2 separate regions of the Gossypium hirsutum genome follow, and region 1 is linked to region 2. Evidence: chromatin contacts called from public Hi-C data. All regions are on one chromosome and are shown on one strand. The core of a region is the stretch at or near the end of the contact, and the rest is flanking DNA. Distances in the headings are between cores, read along the strand shown.

Region 1 (4,576 bases), core at 650-3,149, 74 kb before region 2:
GGAAGAATTTTGTATTGTTATCCCCAGTTTGAGCCAGTCGCATCTAGATTTCTGCTTCCACAATAATTCCTAATGGCTAAGAACATTCTCTAGCTCATCTCTAATATTTATTTCTTTCTGGGCCAATGAATATGAGTAAGATCTTTCAAGTTTTGCTTGTATTGAGCTTAAGGATTTTATCAATTTTTGTTTGTGGAATCCAATGTGCCCGTAAACGTTTTTATTCCAGACTTTAAGCTTTTCAGTGAGTTGATTTAGAGAGTTATCCCCCTCATATTTCCATGAACTCTTAACGATGTTGGAAAAGTCCTGATGCTGTGCCCATCCCGTGAGAAACTTGAAAGGTTATCCCCTAGGGAGTTTAAGATCCAGATTAATGTTTACTAACAATGGCCTATGATTGGACTTTATTCGAGTTAGGTGTGTTATTAAGCATTGAGGAAATGATTGGCACCAAGTTGCATTTCCTATTGCTCAATCTAGTCTTTCAAAGACACCTCCTCGTTTCCAAGTGAATGAGGGTCCTTGAAATCCTAAGTCTTGAAGATTTTTAGATTCCATGAAGTCTCCAAAGAATGGGCACCTCTTCCCTATGATATTACCACATTTTTTATCTTCAACAGAAAGAATTGTATCAAAATCACCTATTGCCATCCAAGGGGAGTGATCCGATGGTATAGTTATTTTTAAAGCTTCCCATAAATTCTTTCTTTTAGTGGAATTGGGGATTCCATATACGATAGCCAGTAGGATAGGTTGTGTTGTTCCCACATTATGAATTTTAACAAGAATAAATTGGGGATGATTTTGAATTATTTCTTGGTGAATTGTCTCATTCCACCCTATCCAAATTCCCCCTAAAAACCCTATTGCTTCTACGCGGTGCCAGTGATGAAATCTAAGTTTAACAATTATTTTATCTTATTTGCTACCATTTACCTTTGGCTCTAAAAGCCCTACAATATCAGGTCTAAATTCCATATTATATTCTCTAAAGATGCGTAGGAATTTGGGACTTGCGGATCCTTGACAATTCCAGACAAAAATTGATAAACTAATTTTGTTATTCATCATAAAGGTTTAGAAGGAATTTACCCAATCTAGTGTTGACATCGTGCATCATTTCTACTTTCTGCGTTCCCATGTCCTTCTTCATTTGTTTTGATGAAGATGCTTTGCTTGACTTGCTCTTGTAACAAATCCACCGTATTAGCCATTGACTCTGCCAGGAGAATTTTGGGGGACGAGACTTTAAAAGGGCTTCATTTATCCTGAATTATTTTATTGAGTTTTTGCCCTTTTGTGTTGCCATTTGTTTTCCCCCCACTAGTGCTTACTACGGGTGAATTCTTTTTTTGCCCCATATTATTTTTGGATGGTAGTCATTCTTGCTGATTTCCCATATGATGATTTGGATCTTTGAACGCCACTATTGATTGTTTGGTTGAATCTAGGATTCCAACTGTAGGAGTTATCGCGACTTCTTTTATGCTTTCGATGTTGAAGTGAAGGTTAGGTTGAAATCCTAGTTTTGTTGGTAGCTGTGAATATTGAATTTCTCTCAAGATCTGATTTTCATTCTTTGCAGTATTTCCTTTATCTCCTGCAGCTTCTATTTCCAATTCTCCCTTTGATTGTTGTGTCTCTAACTGTGTTTCTTTCAAATTAATATTTTTTTATTCTGTTTCTATTTTTTTTATCCTGATTTGGTCTGCATTGCGCCTGGTAGATCGTTCTTTCTTGAATTAGAATCACTTCGGTCTCTTTTAAGAGAAGCATTAGGCCCAAACATTTTGGGCTGAGTTTGCTTATTGGATCTTGGACTAGCTGGAGACTGCTTATCAAGTCTTTGTTGGAGTTGGCCCGTGGGTGAGGGTCCATTTTTTGCCTCTATTGGGCATGCCACATTCCCAGCCTCTGTTTGGGTTTAACTGTTATCTATATCGGCCTATTCTCTTCTAAGCCCATTTCTTCATTTAGGGTTTCTAAGGGTTGAAACCAAATACTTTCTTATTTCTTCTCTTTGGCTACACCATTTTTGTTCTGATGTTCTTTTGACCATGGCTGGTTATGTTTTTTTACAAGCATCCAAGGGTCGTAATCACCAGAGCTGTTTGTAGAATTGTTTTCACTTAACTCAGATCTATTTTCCGAAACTGGTTCTTTATCCAAGAAATTTTCTTTTGATGGTTTTTGAGTAGTCACTGATTTTGGACACAAATCTTGTGTATGTCCATAGTGACCGCAGGAAAAACAGACCGTGGGAAGACCCTCATACTCAATTCTTTGTGGAACTCCATTGATTAAAAACTTGCGACGAAAGGGCCTTTTCCAATATTAACGTAGACCGCCATTCTTGCGAATCTTCCCCGAACTCCATTATCAGTGTTGAAATTGCGACCCTTCCCACCATTCCCCCTAACTCCTAGAGTATTTTCTTTTTGTACATATGCCCAGGCAGTCCTGGTAATCGTATCCAGGCCATGACCATATTTAGGTATGGCTGTGAGAGATTAAATTCGATACTCCAGAGATAAACGGTTAGATATTCCCTATAAACTATCCAAGGCCCTTGACTTAAAACTCTTTCAAAGTCTTCGACGTTCTGAAATGTAGTCAAATAATAACCGTTTTCGATGTCCATTAATCGGAATGGTAGAATCAGTTTCCACAAGGAGTGTATCTTATTTTGTAGTGTTGCGTAACCAATGTTTTTTCCCAATAGCTTAATTACTATCGCAAGCTTCATATCTTTTATGAGTAACTGATTAACTCGATTGGAGAAATCTATTTCCGGTATGCCATTTACTGAGGAACTCATAATATCTTCTTCTAGCAGTTCTAAGTCGTCATCATCTTCATCTCTAATTATTGTTCCTGTTTTATCTTTGATTTGCGGGTCTGTACCCATGAGTCGATCTTTCCATGACCTAGGTTGTTTGCTGTCGAATTAGTTTCCATCACAACATATGTATCTTGATCTTGAACGTTGATCGCTCCTTCTTATGTTTGTCGCATACCGCTCCGTCTATCGCCGATTCCCTCTTGCTCTACAGACTCCATAGGACTTCTAATATGATAACTTTAAAACATATGGTAACTCATTCTTAATATAAATATATATGGAATATAAATTAAATATTTTTTAAGAAATTAATATAAATTGTATGTGAAATTTAACTTAAATATATAAATCATATTTATAATTTATAGTTAAATATAAATACGAGGAAATTTAATAATTTCGCACACAAACTGTCTTTTAAGAACTCAAAAGCTAAAATTTTTAGCTTTTTTACTCAAAGCCAAATGCTAAAATTTTCAACTTTTCTGCTTTAATTTGGAAAGTTGATTTTGTTTGAAAAGCCTTTTGTTTAGTATTGCTTGTGACTTATTGGTTTAACTTTAAAAGTGATTTTGAAAAACAATGTTAAACACAACAAAAGTTTATGAGTTACTATTTGTGATATATGCATGAATGGATGAAATTTATTAAATTAAGTTCACTAAATTTACCAATTTCCAAATCTGAAAAGTCAGTTAACTTACAATGCATTTTTGGATGGGATATAGGCATTTATAGGTTGAGATGTCATTTGACTGATGATAGGGCTATCTCTTAGTTTCAAAATGCACTTTGAATCACCCAATTTCGAGCATGAGAGCTCAACCGATGACAGAACTATCTCTTATATTTGAAATGCGCTTTGAATCACCCAAATTCGTGCTCGGGAGCTCAAGTTATGGTTGTTTTAGTAAATATTGTGTGAGCGTAACTTCTACATAAGATTATTATGGGAAATTTCAAATTTCAAATTTTATTTCGAGTTTAAATCATATTGGGTTCGATTTTAAGGCTTAATTTTGATTATATTTGAGTCTAATATTGTATTTATGAAGTATTATTTTTTGTTAATTATTTATTTAGAATTTTAGGATATTTTCAGTATTTTTAATTGTTTTCTTAGTCAATAAGAAAGTTTAATTCCACTAGAATTACTATTTGTTTAGATTAATTAGAGTTTCATTATACTAAGGAGTTATATTTTGATGTAATTAGCTAGCCTATATAAATACATCTTCATTATTCATTAGGGGTACTATTCATTATTTTGATTTAATAAAACTTTTTGTCAATACAACTCTTTGTGTTTTCTCTTTTGCAAGATATCTCTCTTGTTTATTTTAGAAGTTATTTTCTTCTTCGTTTCTTTTTGAAGTTGCGGGAGGCTCTTCACATTTCCATTTGCTAGGGTTTGGTCTTAGAGGGTAAATTAGAACCATTTGTGAAGTTTGTTGAAGATTATTCTTCAAAAGATTTCATAAGGCATCTCCTTTTCGTCTTCTTCCCTTCAATCTTTTTCTATCTTGATTATGTCCATTAGAAACTTTTTCTAATGTTTCATCTTCTTGTTTGATTTTAGGTTTTAAGATTCAAGTATTTCTTTTCAAGAAATGTGTTTTAAATTTCAAGAAATCGATGTCTCTCAAACCATTTAAAGTTTTCTATTCTGTTTGGTTTGATTTATTCTTTTTATTTACTTGTTTGTTTTCTTTCAGTTCAAGAAAATCGCCA
Region 2 (4,465 bases), core at 1,332-3,831:
TATGTAACCTTTTAAATGACTCGTCAAATGTATGACAGTGTGACAGATGTGCTAGCTATGGATTGTGAAATGGTTGGTGTCGGTCAGGGGAACAAGAGTGCCCTTGGACGAGTTACAGTGGTAATTTAGCTGTCCCTGCATCTTTGATCATACTGTTTATGTCTTATGATCTTACATTATCCATAGCCAAAATTCAATGATGGGATAGGCGATATATAAAATAAACGTCTCTCTTTTTCCCTATTTAGTTTGGAATTGTTACCTTTATAGTTTTAAGAACAGATAATATCTGATGCAGTGTAATGCTCTCATGTTAGGTTAATTGCATTTGTCATGTGTTGCCCTCGCACATTCTTTTATTTCAAGCTCTCATGTTTTGTCTTTTTTAATCAGTAAAATAAGATACAGTTTTAATTTATGCACAAGAAAAATTATATTTCATTTTGGGTTAATTTAAACATTTTCATTTAATGAGATTTTGAGTTTGATATATTATTCTTTTTAAGGTCATTGATTACTTAATATTTCAGTTAATGACAGGTAAATAAATGGAGAAATGTTATATATGATGAGTTTGTGCGGCCAGTAGAACGTGTTGTTGACTTCCGCACACATATTAGTGGCATTCGGCCCAGAGACTTGAGGAAAGGTTGGCTTTAATTTGCTTTGGTGGTTACCTGAATTCTCTGAAACTGGAGCATCATATCCTTAAAAAGGCTATTGGCTTATATATATATTGCATATGCAAAGTATATGCGTTTTTGTATAATTCTTACATGATAAAAACCAATTTTAGTTTGAAAACATTTGCCATTCCATTGTTCAAGAAGGTTTGACTGCTTTGGAGAAGAAATTTTGGCCTAATGCAATTTTTTTTTTGTCTCTGCAGCAAAGGATTTTAGGGTTGTTCAGAAGAAAGTGGCAGAGTTGATTAAGGGAAGAATTCTTGTCGGTCATGCGTTGCACAATGACCTTAAGGTTTTCTTTATTTGCTTTGTTGTTTTGTTGTTTGTATGGAAGTAGAAAACTGGCACTGAGATTTTGATTTGACTGCTTATTTTCTACAGGCCTTACTACTAACGCATCCTAAGAAGGACCTGAGGGACACCTCAGAGTTTCAACCGTTTTTAAAGTATTAGTCTTTCATCTCTTAGCTATTATTGCCTGGACAATTGAGTGTGTTAAACAGCTCCTATGGTGCCTCAGATAACAATGATTGTTGTTGCAACAGGGAAGGACGCAGAAAGGCACTTCGGCATCTTGCAGCAGAGGTTCTAGGTGTTGAGATCCAGAATGGCGAACACTGCCCTGTAAGTAAAATGTTCATTAGATACTTGTTCTCCAAACTGTTAGCAAACATGAAATAATTACATTGAAACTACAGAAAAAGACTTGGTTGATTGATCTGATATGCTCTAAACTTGTCTATTAGAAGGTTGTTGACATTACTAATCTGAATCTGAGATGCTCAAAGTCACAGGCTTGTCACTAGAGTGGTAATTTTGTTCATTTTAAACATTTTCATTCTTGAAGGCCAATGCGCGACAATAAGGTGACACAATTGTGTTATGTCATCTGTTATTCATTACAAGGGAAGGTAGTTTTCTTTGGAAGAATACTTGGGGCTGGAAAGTTCCTTCTCAAGTGTTTCTTCACTGCTGGTCTGCCAAGCTCTCAAAAGATCCTTATTGTGTAGAACTTAATTAGAAAGGGTTGTTTTGTAATTATCAAGGGAATTATGGTCTTTTTCTGAAACATATTCGAGTTGGTTTAGCTCAAATGTGTTTAGGGGCAAACTTTGAGACAGCTTTCCCTATTTTTGCTCTAAACCAACAATGCAACGTTTTCAAACTAACATGTATTGTCATTCGTCAGGTAGACGATGCTCGTGCTGCAATGCTTCTTTACTCAAAACACCGGAAGGAATGGGAAAGAAGCGTTAAGGATCAATTAAGGCTCAAAGAAAAGCAGAAGAAACGCAAGCAGAGAAAGAAACCAAAGGCTGATATCAACCATTCTCTGATTGCATCTTAATGGTGACAAGTCGCATAATTGTCGAAAATGAAGTTCCAAAATCTTCAGCAGGATCACCTTCATGGAGAGTGATTTACAGAATCCTTACCATAAATCTGGACTGCAAGAAACAAATGATGCAGCATCAAACGGTGATCAGAGAACAAAAGGCCGACCTCTTCATCTGTAGTTAAACTTAGTATGATGGAAAAAAAAACTTGGTTATGTATCCCATTCAATGAAATATTACAATCACTAGTTTTTACCATTTACTTTCTGAAAATGAATTTATAACTTTATTCATAAATTTTGCATTACAATGTCTACATTGACTTTTCTATGTATCAAAATTTTACTAAGTGATTAGCACTTGGAATTTGATAATCAAATCCAATTTGCAAGTATAAGTTGATAGGATGCATAAAGCCAGAGCGGAAAAGGAGAAGATAAATTATATTAAGTCAATTGTTTGAAAACATCACTCGCTTTGATTTTCTTTTAAGACCTTTGAGATTTTATTAGGAGCCTTATAAAAAACTTGCGAACACGTTAGCTAAAGTTCAGCAAATTGATTTGCAACCAAATTGTGTTTTTTAGGTATATATCTGATATGCCGTTGGTTTTCAGCCCTTAGACATCGCCGAGCACTCCAATATCATTAGTAAAATGGAAAAGAAAATGAAAATCTTTCTCTTTTTAAGACAAAGGTAAAAAAGGAGACCGAAAAATCACGGGATTCACTCGCATTGGCGACTGAATTAGGGTCGAAACTACCCCCATCCCAAACAAATTTGCTTTCTCTTTTTTATTTTCTATTGTCCATAGTTCTATCAGAAATTCTAAACCTTTGATAAGACAAAATCTGGTCCCTCTCCAGAATAATCATAAAAAAAAAAAATTGCACTTACTATACTTCAATACCCAAAAGCATATCAAGTTTATATTTTTCTAGAAAGAAGAAAAAAAAAGGGAAAAAAGCCCGCGCGACCAAGAGTGTTGGAATAGATGGGTCGGCATCCGAGTAGTGGCGGCCCTGCCTTTCGTTTCACCCAAACTGAGGTACCCTTTTTCTTTTCAAGAGAAATTAGTTATATTGCTTATAGTGTTGTTTCATAGTAATGGTTTCGATTTTTAGTTTGAAATCTCAAATGGGTCAGTGGGATTGCATGCTTTAGTCAACTAATTTCTGGGTTTTTTTTATTTGAAAATTTCTGCTAATGATTGCTTTGATTGGTTGAGTTTTTTGTGTGATAGATTGTTTAGCATTTAGTCTATTTTGTTAATGGTAGTGTTAGTAATCCAATTTTAATATTTTTGGTAAATAAACGTAGTTGTAAGTGCATAGGCTTTGTTTCAAGATTTTTCTTTCGTAAGTTCTAGTGTAGTATAGTTTTTTTCGTTTATTTCTTTAAACAATGAATTTGTAACATAATCTCTGCATTAAGGTGGCGGAGATGGAGACTATTCTCCAGGAGCACCATAATCAGATGCCTGTTCGAGAGATCCTTATGAGTCTTGCAGATAAGTTCAGGTATGCATTAGTATCCTCAACAACATTGTGTTGCATGATGTATAGTTCTTTTTTTTTTTTTTTTCTCTTATAAGAAACTGTAAGCAAATTTGCTTTGGATGTAGTGAGTCGGCAGAACGGAAAGGGAAGATCGTTGTGCAGTTTAAGCAAGTAAGAAGTTGGATTTTATTTTTTTGTTAAGGAGGAAATATTTTCAACCGATTACACTTGGAAAACTTCTTGTGTAGATATGGAACTGGTTCCAGAATAGGCGCTATGCGATAAGGGCAAAATCAAATAAGGTTCCTGGGAAGCTAAATATTACATCTATGCCTCGGGATGATTCCAATCCCATGAGAAATGTGCCACAGCCTGTTGCAGCTCCCGTGCCTCCTCATATGACTGCTCCAATGCCTGCTTCTACAGGTAGAATAATTTCTGACTGTCTTTAGAGTTCTTTTTCCCTTTCAAGTCTTCCGTATCATCGCACTTCAGATTTATAGTCCTCATTTGCTGCTCTCAGTTCCAGGTGCAGGAAGGAATTTGTCAGAATCTTATATGGAGTTTGAAGCTAAATCTTCAAGGGATGGTGCATGGTAAGTTTGTTCATCTTTGTCTATTTAAAATTTGTTTCACTGATAAACAAATATTTGCAGTCAACCCAATCCTCTTAAATCTCCTGTTTTCAGGTATGATGTTGCGACTTTTCTGGCCCATAGATATTTGGATGCAGGTGATCCGGTAATTTTTTAGTCCACTATCACTGCATATGCCGGTGCAAGTGCTGTACTTATGATTCACTGTTGCCTGAGTTCATAAATTACTAACACGGATTATTCTTTTCTTATTTCTTATGTTTACCTGATCCCATCTTTCAATTTTTGACATGAAATTTGTTTTTCACTTTTGAATAAAATGTTCTGATAGTTCTCTTCTGTAAGT

What was found. Hi-C and Micro-C count contacts between places; a contact is called where the count stands out from the background.
Region 1: a contact with region 2 is called in a Hi-C map of leaf, with 2.5 times the contacts expected there. The contact joins the enhancer-like site here to the promoter of LOC107895249 in region 2. A contact is called at or near these places in 4 of 34 Hi-C or Micro-C datasets (anther, callus and leaf).

What each region holds. Positions count from the first base shown.
Region 1 is chrA13:97,373,769-97,378,344 of Gossypium_hirsutum_v2.1, reverse strand. No RefSeq gene overlaps it. Among protein-coding and RNA genes, the nearest start is that of LOC107895245, 12 kb to the left of the region's middle. Within about 2 kb of position 1,899, at least 8 of the 9 cell types and tissues checked have an H3K27ac peak or open chromatin away from gene starts, as enhancers often do. A contact at or near this core is called in leaf, where this site is marked.
Region 2 is chrA13:97,300,286-97,304,750 of Gossypium_hirsutum_v2.1, reverse strand. It overlaps LOC107895249 (protein SAWADEE HOMEODOMAIN HOMOLOG 2), which reads left to right and starts at 2,581. Exons shown (of 9, transcript XM_016820532.2): 1 at 2,581-3,072; 2 at 3,459-3,544; 3 at 3,649-3,694; 4 at 3,772-3,949; 5 at 4,047-4,119; 6 at 4,213-4,264. The coding sequence starts at 3,019. It overlaps LOC107895248 (RNA exonuclease 4), which reads left to right. Exons shown (of 9, transcript XM_016820531.2): 4 at 39-120; 5 at 541-649; 6 at 890-978; 7 at 1,068-1,132; 8 at 1,232-1,310; 9 at 1,876-2,320. The coding sequence ends at 2,034.